Linked DNA regions of Mus musculus: regions 2 and 3 are each linked to region 1. Evidence: chromatin contacts called from public promoter capture Hi-C data. All regions are on one chromosome and are shown on one strand. Each heading gives the region's core, a stretch centred on a gene start, on an enhancer-like site or on the middle of the called end of the contact. The rest is flanking DNA. Distances are from core to core; before and after follow the strand shown.

Region 1 (2,862 bases), core at 69-2,568:
CCCTCCCTTCTCTCTCCCCATATCTCCGGCGGTGCAGCTTCTCTGGTAACCGTCCCCGGGGCCGTAGCTTTCGTCTCGGAGACCTCTCTGCACTGCACCGTCCGAGCACCCTCGGCACCCCAAGCCGCCACACCAGATTCTCCCGGGTGCGGCCTGCTGCTCACCTTGCTGGACGTCACCGTTGCTGCCCCCAGGGATGGGCACGCTGAGCTGGCGCTCCGGCTCCGGCAGACAGCGCAGGCAGAAGGAGTGCAGGCAGGGGAGCAGCTTGGGCTCCGCCTCGCGCCGGCTCTGCAAGCTCTGCTGACACACCGCGCAGGTGTCCAGAAGCGAGGCTGGTGGTCCGAGAGGTGGCCCCGACGAGGAACCAGGAGCCGGGGCGGGAGCGGGGGCCGGGGCCGGGGCCGGGGCCGGGGCCGGGGCTGGGGCAGCAGCTGGAGCCGGCGTCGATGCCGCGCCTCCGGGGACCGCGGAGCCCACTGAGGCCGCGGGGACCGAGGCGGCCGGGGCCGAGCTTGAGGAGGCCGCGGCCACCCCCCCGTCGTCGGGCCCAGCCGCACCGCCCTCCGCGCCAGCCCTGCCGCCTTCCTCCTCCTCCTCCTCCACCAGCACCGCGGCGAGAGGCGGCTCCGCCTCCTGCGCCGTGGGCCCGGCGGCCCCGGCGGTTACCGGCGCGCTACCGCTGCCCCCGCCGCCACTCTCTGCCTCACCGCCGCCTTTGTTTTCCGCCATGTTTTCCTCTTTGAACCCGCCGGACCGCCCCGCGCCGCCCGCCGCTCGCGCCGCCGCCGCCGCCCCCAGCCTCAGCCGCAGCCACAGCAAGAGCGGCCGCCGAGAGCGAGCGAAGTAGCGAGCGAGCGAGCGAGCGAACGCACGAGAGCGCGCGCGCACGCGGCGCCCCCGCCCTCGCGTCGCGGGGCGGGAGGGGTGGGCACGCGCACGTACGCACCGACGTCCTCCGGAGGGAGGCGGGAACTCCGGCCGCGCGCGCTCGCGGGACAGACCGCGATGCAGCTCCGCGCCTCGGTGTGGTCTGTTGCCACCCGGCTGGAGTTGTGTAGCTCGGTAGGAGCTGGTGGAACTGGGTCTCTATGATGTGGCTGCTAGCGCCGAAGCCGCGGTGGTGCGGGAAGAAGGGAGGGAAAACATGCAGGAGTAGGAGGCCGGCTTGCGTTCGCCCCCGAGCGAGCGTCTCCACGGCGACGCCATCCCCAGCGACGGGCGCGCCACCGCGGAAGCTTCACCTGTCGCGCGCTTGGTCGCGGAGGCCTCCTACCGAGGAGGTGCGGACCACCTGGGTCTTCGCTGGGTGTTGCTGGACCGCGTTCTCTAGAGGGCTGTGACACCCGAGAGCGGCTGCGCAGAGTTCCCCCCACCACGTACACACACACCCCAAAAGTCTCCAGATATAGGCTCCTGCGGTGAGACAGAAGTCTTCTAATAGCTATTTTTAGCTTCTTAAGGTGATTCTCCAACGTTGCTACATACCTGAAAGCCAATCAAATGAGCTTTTTTCTAAACAGAGATGCCAGGGCCACACCCCAAAACAGAATCAGGAAGTTGAAAACCAGATGAATGTTGAAAAGTCCCTGCGGCTGATGTGCCAGTTTGGGAGACCATGTTTCTAACCAATATTATATCCCGAGAATCTCACTCGGCGTCCCCGGGTGGGCCAGCTGACTGTCCTCACCACCTCAATCTTAGAAGCTTTATGAAAGGGTTTTGTTTTGTTGGTATCGGGCCTCTCCGCCTCAGGCTGCCATCAGACCTTCATTTAGCCAGTGCTGCCAGAACAAGTGTAACTTGATATAGTGCCCACCTGTAGTCACCTGCAGGGAGACTGCTGAGTTCCTGGCCAGCTTAAGCATCAGGCTTCATAGGGAGACCTTGCCTCCAAAAAGAAATGGGGGAGGGGAAATGATGTAAGTGCAACAGCTGTTTTAATGTGAGTCTCACAAGCCCGTCCTAGACCGTAGTTATACAGGAAATTTATTTGGGTGAGTTTTTAAATTCACAGAAAAGCGTTTTTCATCAATTCCTTCAAAATCTCTTCTGACTTTCGTGTTAAGATAGAAACGTTGGGGTTCCTGCAGGAGAACAAAGAAACTCTCTGCCTTCAAGAAGTTGACAGTTTAGAGGATGAACATGGAGAGTATGTCGGGGGAAATGATAAATGCTTTGGAGTAAAAATAAGGCGAGTGTAAAGGATTTGTGCTGATTGAGCAAGGGCTCTGCTGATAAGGTGAAGAAACCTGGCTTGCACAAGAGTATTCCAGACAGGAGCAGGTGGCAAAAAACAAAGGGCCTAAGGCAAACAGAGACCCTGGAATTAGTGTGAGAGGAATGGCTTCAACAAGGAAAGGAAAAATAGGAGATAACACTTGTGGTCGTTTGAATAAAAATGGCCTCCATGTGGCCAGGCCTGGTGGCCCACGCCTTTAATCCCAGCACTCAGGAGGCAGAGGCAGGTGGATTTCTGAGTTCGAGGCCAGCCTGGTCTACAAAGTGAGTTCCAGGACAGCCAGGACTACACAGAGAAACCCTGTCTCAAAATAACCAAAAGAAAAAACAAAAACAAAGAATGGCCTCCATAGTTTCATTTATTTAAATGGTTGGTCACCTGGGAGCAGAACGGCTTGAAAGTATCAGGAGGAAGTATGTCACTGAGGTGTGCAAAGGTATGCAAAGAACACATTAACTTCCATATGCTTTGTCACTAAGTTCAAAAACCACAAGTATCAAAGAGAACAGGATTTCTGCATCTAATCATTATCTACCAGCTTTTCTGTATTTCCAGGACCACGGAGGAGGACATTGGTATTCCAGTAATAAATACAACAGTACATAAGCAGAAATTTCCAA
Region 2 (2,807 bases), core at 221-2,720, 1.1 Mb after region 1:
GGAATGCCATTCCATGAAAATTCATTGTGGGTCTTAGTATTACACAGGACTCCTGGAGAACCTCACACTTGAACTGGGATGTCTTGCTCTGCTTTACGTGTGAAGGTTCTAAGTGGTAAGGTGAATGGGACTCCGTTTCCAGACTTCTTTGGCTTTCCCACCTTAGCAGCTAAGCATGCCGGGCAGACAGCTGGATTTACCCGAGGAAACGGGATGCTGGACTCTAGATCTGCTCTCCGGAGTCATTTAGAGGCTGCAGTTCAGGTACATGCAGATGGTGGGGTCATTGGAGTCTGGAGGCTAGGAGTGTGGAACATCGTCCTGCCACCGTGAACATCTGGGTGTACTTAGAAGGACGTGGCCTGGATGGTGGAGAAAATGGAATATAGAGGAGTTAGGAAAAAGCAGACAGTAAGGACTTCCTGAGGCTACAGGTTCCCAAACAAGGCTACTTCACAAAGAGCCTGCATTTTCGCAAGGCAAATCACCCCCAGCATTCCTGCAAACAAACTGCAGATTCAGCACTTCCCGCTGTGCGTGCCTTCGCGGGAGCATTTTGTCATGGCAGCTATAGATCTGTCATTCTGGGCATGGATTCTATGACGACTAAGAAAGAAGGGTGAGAATATTCACAAAAACAGTTGCCAACTGTTCTGCACTTTCTAATACTAGAATTTCAACCCTTCAAGGACATTAGAGTCCTCACCACTATCCAGACAGGGAAAGGAAGCTTAGCGAGGGAAGTGGTCTCAATCGGTCTGGAACTTTTGGCTCCCTGCCTTCAGAGATGCGCTCTCCTGGTAGTTTCCAGTAGGCAGGCATGTCTGCTCTGGTAGAAGAGGAGCGGGGAGAAGCTGCTGTAGGACTGTGGGCGTTGGTGGTTACGGGCTGGGTCATCTCTTGAGCTACATTGGAGTTTAAGTGTATTATGTGTGCTGAAAAATGTATGAGTTGGGGGAGGGGTAGAAATTGGTTCTTGAGCCATGTGGATATGCGGGTTGGAGCTTTTAATGATGGCAAACAATGAGGGCTTGGATTTTATGCACAATTGTAAGTGTGTGTGTGTGTGCGCGTGCGTGTGTGATCTTGGGGGTATGTTGGGGTGCTGGGTGGAGAGACATCAACCCCTGCGTCATGTATTCAGGAATTCAGGATGAAATTTGTTAGGCTGTGTGCTAGTGGGTCCACTTGGGAGGGGAGATGTCAGTCCCTGGCCAGGCCGTGTGTGTGTGTGTGTGTGTGTGTGTGTGTGTGTGTGTGTGTGTGTTCAGGATGAGATTTGTTAGGCTGTGTGCTAGTGGGTCCACTTGGGAGGGGAGATGTCAGTCCCTGGCCAGGCCGTGTGTGTGTGTGTGTGTGTGTGTGTGTGTGTGTGTGTGTGTGTGTGTGTGTGTCCCCGTGCCCCGCCCTCCGCTGCAGGTGGGCCGGGCCGGCAGCGGGGCCCGCAGCGCTCGCAGCTCTTGGCTGGCGGCCGCGCCGGGCTAGCAGGGCTGGGCTGGGGCTGCGGGGCGGCGCCGGGACAGGAAGCGGAAAGCAGCAGAGACCAGCGGCCGCGGCGGGGCTGTGCCTCCACTGCAGCCCAGCGCAGGCCGCGGAGCCCGGGCGCTGCAGCCGAGAGCGCGGGCGTGGAGCGCGACGGGCCGGCGCCGGGGTGAGTCCCGGGAGAGGCGGGCGCGGCGCGGCGCGGCGGCTCGAGACTGAGCTGGGTGGGAGGTCAGGCCAACTGCGGGTGTCCCTGCTCCCCAGCAGTCCGACTGGGGTCCGGGCCCTCGGACCGGGAGACCCCTGGGTTCCTCCGGGTCGAGCTCCCCGAGACGCGGGTCCTTCCATCCCTGCCCCGGGCTCTCTCCGCTCCATTCCAGTGCTCGGAGTCCTGGGGCAGCCTGCGCTACCTCGGACTTCTTTGCCTTGTCTGGCCTTCGGAGTGCGCCCCTGAGTGCGCGTGCCGGGTGGTGGCCAGGGAATGACGGCGTGTCGGAGGCAACCAGTGGCTGGACGCGCCTTGCAGGGCAGAACGCGATGGGGGTCCCCGCCAGGACCCGGGGTCAACTGGCCGGTTTTCCAGCACAGGAACGGAGCTGGCTCGTGTTTCTCACTTCGCTTACAAAACCGCAGCCCGGGAGGCCTGGGGGGCGCGGCCAGTTGCGCATCGCGGAGCGCAACAGGCAGGTAGTTTACTTTCAAAAGCGCCGGGGCGGAGCAGAGGCGAGCAGCCAGTCCCAGCCAAAGGAGGAGTCCCTGTCCTGGGCAACCTCGCCGCACTCGGGCAGCCTTAGACACCAGTCGAACCTTATTTCATCCTGCAGCCATTGAACTGCCCCGAGCAGCGCGCCCAGAGAAGTGTGAAGCTTTATAAAAATTTAAAAGCGTCGGTGGTGGAAGCAGGAGTGGGGGCGGAGCCGTAGCCTGGTGGGCTAAGTGATGAGGAGAGGAGAGTCGGAGCCGGGCAATCTCAATTTTCATGTCTCCAAACCGGGTGTGATGCCCAGATCGCGAAGATGAGCTCCTTCTGAAGTTCATGGAGGGGTGGCAGGGGTCTTTATTGGCATGGTTGTGTGGTTGGTGCGTGCGTTAGTTTGAACCCGTTTGAGGGGACTGTGGTCAGGAGTGCGCGCGCCCTTACAGGCGAATTCCAAAAGTTAGCTGTGAAGACTAGTGTTTTCACTGACGTGTTTATACGTTTTACGGGGTTTGCTGAAAAAATATTATAAGTTATGTCACCAATCAACAATACTAATTAGCCTTCTCCTTCTAGTGGGCGTGTTGATTACACAGCTCCTAGGCTCTGTAAGTGCCATGGCAGAAAC
Region 3 (2,982 bases), core at 289-2,788, 1.4 Mb before region 1:
ATTTAATTTCCGAAAGGTTAAGGCGATGGACTGACCACTTCCTTCTCCTTTTTTCCTCTCTCTCTCTCTCTCTCTCTCTCTCTCTCTCTCTCTCACACACACACACACACACACACACATACACATCCCCGAAGACTTGGACTTAGAAGCACCATTTACCACTTAATTAAAATAAATGAATGATGAATAAATAAATTCAAGAGTCTCTTATTCAGCTGAGAAAAACAAGCAAAACACGAGAACAAAAACCCACCCTGCTTGATTTAATTCCCATCCACCCTTTCCCAAACTCTCGTACAATTACTAATCTCACACATCAGCATATACTCATTTAAAACCAAAGTAATTTTTTTTCAATGCCGACGATCAAACTTTGGAGCCTCAGGCATGGTAGGCCAGGCAGGTAGGTACTCATGCCACTGAGCAACACACCCCGAGCCTAAGCGGAATGACGCCTTAAGATTTCAAAATTAGTTATGGGTAAAAAAAAACAAAAGTAGTTTGTCACTGTGTAACTACTAGCAGTAGCCCGCCAGTTTATAATGAGCCACTGGAAAACGGGAAAAGACTGAAGTAGTAACACGTGCGTTTCCTGGTTGAGTGATCAGACGCTAGTTTTCGTAACTGCTGGTTGCACCAAAAACGCCATCATAAAGAAAAGCTAAAATGTACTCGGCAAAGGGATGTACTTGGCCCAGAAAGTGTGCTCTGACCAAATATAAGGACGTTTAAATCTGCTCCACAGGGATGCCTTGGGACCCCGTGCCCGCGGCAGACGCGCCGAAGCCACAGGTTGGACCATAAAGAGCCCCTTCCTCAAAGTTCACTCGAACCCCGTAGTCTTGTACCGGCGGTCCGCAATGCAGCTCCTCACATTCCTCACACCACTCTAGCAAGTCACCTGGTGGGACACCGATTGGCAGACCGGGGAGGCTGGGCGGGTATGCCACGAGTCCTAAGTAACTCCCGCCCCAGCAGAAGGCGGCAGGAGTGCACCACGTGAAGCGGCCTCAGGTCGTCCCTCTTCCCGACCTAAGCATCTCTCCAGGCGCCTAGAGTAGGCAGCGCTGGAAGCGTCTCCCCCAAGGTCACCGGGCACCATGACCCGACTCCCGCAGCCCGGCGGCCGCCACCTGACCACGGGCCCGCAGCTCGGCCGGGAGAGACGCTGTGCCCAGCGCCTCAAGGTCCCCTTCACCCACGCCACGTTCCGGGCCACGCGGCTCCGCGCGCCCAGGATGCCGCGTCGCTCGCCCCGACCCTTGCCCCAGGGAGGAAAGTCCCCGCGTGCCCGCGGGGCTCCGCGACCCCACCGGGGCACCAAGGGCACCGCGGATTCCGTGCCGCGCGCTGCCCGCTCAGCCCGGACTAACCGTTATGTGTGTCTCGCGGCGCCCGGAGTATGCGTGACGCGGCGGCGCGGGCCGCAGTTCCTCGGAGCCGGGGGGGTCCCGCTCGTGTCCCCTGCCCGCCGCCGGGCTCCTTGGCTGCTGCACCTACACGACCGACCAGTCACGTCGCAGCTCGCCACTTTGTCTGGCGGGGCAGGCGCGGCTGCCTTATAACCCGCGGGGGCCGGAGCATGCGCACAGGGGGTGGAGTCGGCCTTCCCGGCCGCCGCCCCCTCCCTGCCATACATACTCCCAGCTCGGCATCTCGCGCCTCCACACGCTGCGGGCTGCGCGTGCCCGCTCGCTCGCTCGGGCGCGCGCGCCGGCGCCCCCCTTCCCGCCACGTGACCCGGCGCCGCGGCCCGGAGACCCCGCACATCCTTATCAGCGCTCTGAGGGGGTAGCTTCTTTTGGCGCGTGCCGGGGACGCCATCGTGGGCCTCACCCCTCAGGCTCTGGAGGAGAAAAGGGGAAAAAAAAACTGCCCTGAGGGCGGACCCTGAGGTGCAGAGGGCGAAGGCGATGGACCGTCGGAGTCCGGGGACTGAACAGCATTTTGAATGGACGGACACTGGTAGACTCCGATGTGGGCCTGGAACCCGGGCTCGGGGACCCTGGGAAGTTGCTGGAACCCTCCGGGCCTGTTTCCTTGCGCTACATCAGCCACTATGGAGGCGTTAGGAAGTTTAATGTGCGATTTTACGCAAGTATCTCGTCACAGAGCCTGACCTGTGGCATTTGATGAACGCTTAGTTTAAGGACAAGCCGGTCAGGAGAAACTGGCCCCGGGGCAGAGAGTGTGTACGTTGGAAACGCTGATATGAGCATGCTCTTAGGCCAGAAGTTTATGAACACTGGATTTGGGGGACGGGTCGGGATTATGGCTAGTGGGATTAGGACAGTTGCATGCTAAGTAAGCACTGTACCAGAATTATCTTGTATGATCTTCACAACCGTATTAGGTGCCAAGAAGATCTTGTAACTAAGGAACCCCGGGCTTCACGAGGTTAACTGGCAGAAGTCACCAGGCTAGGAAGTCGCCAACATTTAAAGTCAAAGCCACAGAGCCTGGTGTCACAAGAGCCATTTTCGGTTCTTCACCAAGCCCAGATTCCAAAGTGTCTTGAAGTGGTAAACTAGTGAGTACTCTTGATGGCCAGGACCCTTGATATTTTTATTATTACGAGATGGGTATTTGGTTGGTTGTTTTTGATTTCTTGTTTTTTTTTTTTTTTTTTTTTTTTTTTTTTGAGATAGCCTCGTGTGTGTGTATAGCTCCACCTGGCCTGGAACTCATCATGTAGATCAGGCTGGCTTCGAACTAAGAGAGCAAACATGAAAAAAAAAAAAAAATCAACCCGCCTCTGTCTCCCTACCGCTAAGATTATTTGTTTAATTTTGTGTTTTGAGACATGGCCTTATTATGTATTCTCTTGGCTGGCCTGAAACTTGTAACGTTGATTAGACTGGCCTCAAACTCAAGAGATCCGCCTGGTTTTGCTTCAGTGCTGCTATTAAAGGCATGTGCTCCATCACACCCAGTGAGAATATTTTTTAAAGTCAGGCCTTCTGGCTTCCAAGGCTCTTACTG

The links. Promoter capture Hi-C pulls out the DNA fragments that hold promoters and counts their contacts.
Region 2: a promoter capture Hi-C map of stem cell-derived epiblast-like cells shows a contact between it and region 1, with 2.6 times the contacts expected there. The contact joins the promoter of Vangl1 here to the promoter of Trim33 in region 1. A contact is called at or near these places in 5 of 39 promoter capture datasets (cranial neural crest, hippocampal neurons, liver and 1 more).
Region 3: a contact with region 1 is called in a promoter capture Hi-C map of pre-B cells, with 4 times the contacts expected there. The contact joins the promoter of Slc16a1 here to the promoter of Trim33 in region 1. A contact is called at or near these places in 1 of 39 promoter capture datasets (pre-B cells) and 1 of 115 datasets of contacts at active chromatin or transcription factors (large pre-B cells).

The regions. Positions count from the first base shown.
Region 1 is chr3:103,277,749-103,280,610 of GRCm38.p6, reverse strand. Trim33 (tripartite motif-containing 33) reads right to left here and starts at 1,318. Exons shown (of 20, transcript NM_053170.3): 1 at 165-1,318. The coding sequence starts at 732.
Region 2 is chr3:102,203,356-102,206,162 of GRCm38.p6, reverse strand. It overlaps Vangl1 (VANGL planar cell polarity 1), which reads left to right and starts at 1,470. Exons shown (of 8, transcript NM_177545.5): 1 at 1,470-1,651. Gm16160 (a long non-coding RNA gene) reads right to left here and starts at 2,323. Exons shown (of 3, transcript XR_375921.3): 1 at 1,893-2,323; 2 at 1-362.
Region 3 is chr3:104,637,220-104,640,201 of GRCm38.p6, reverse strand. It overlaps Slc16a1 (solute carrier family 16 (monocarboxylic acid transporters), member 1), which reads right to left and starts at 1,538. Exons shown (of 5, transcript NM_009196.4): 1 at 1,374-1,538.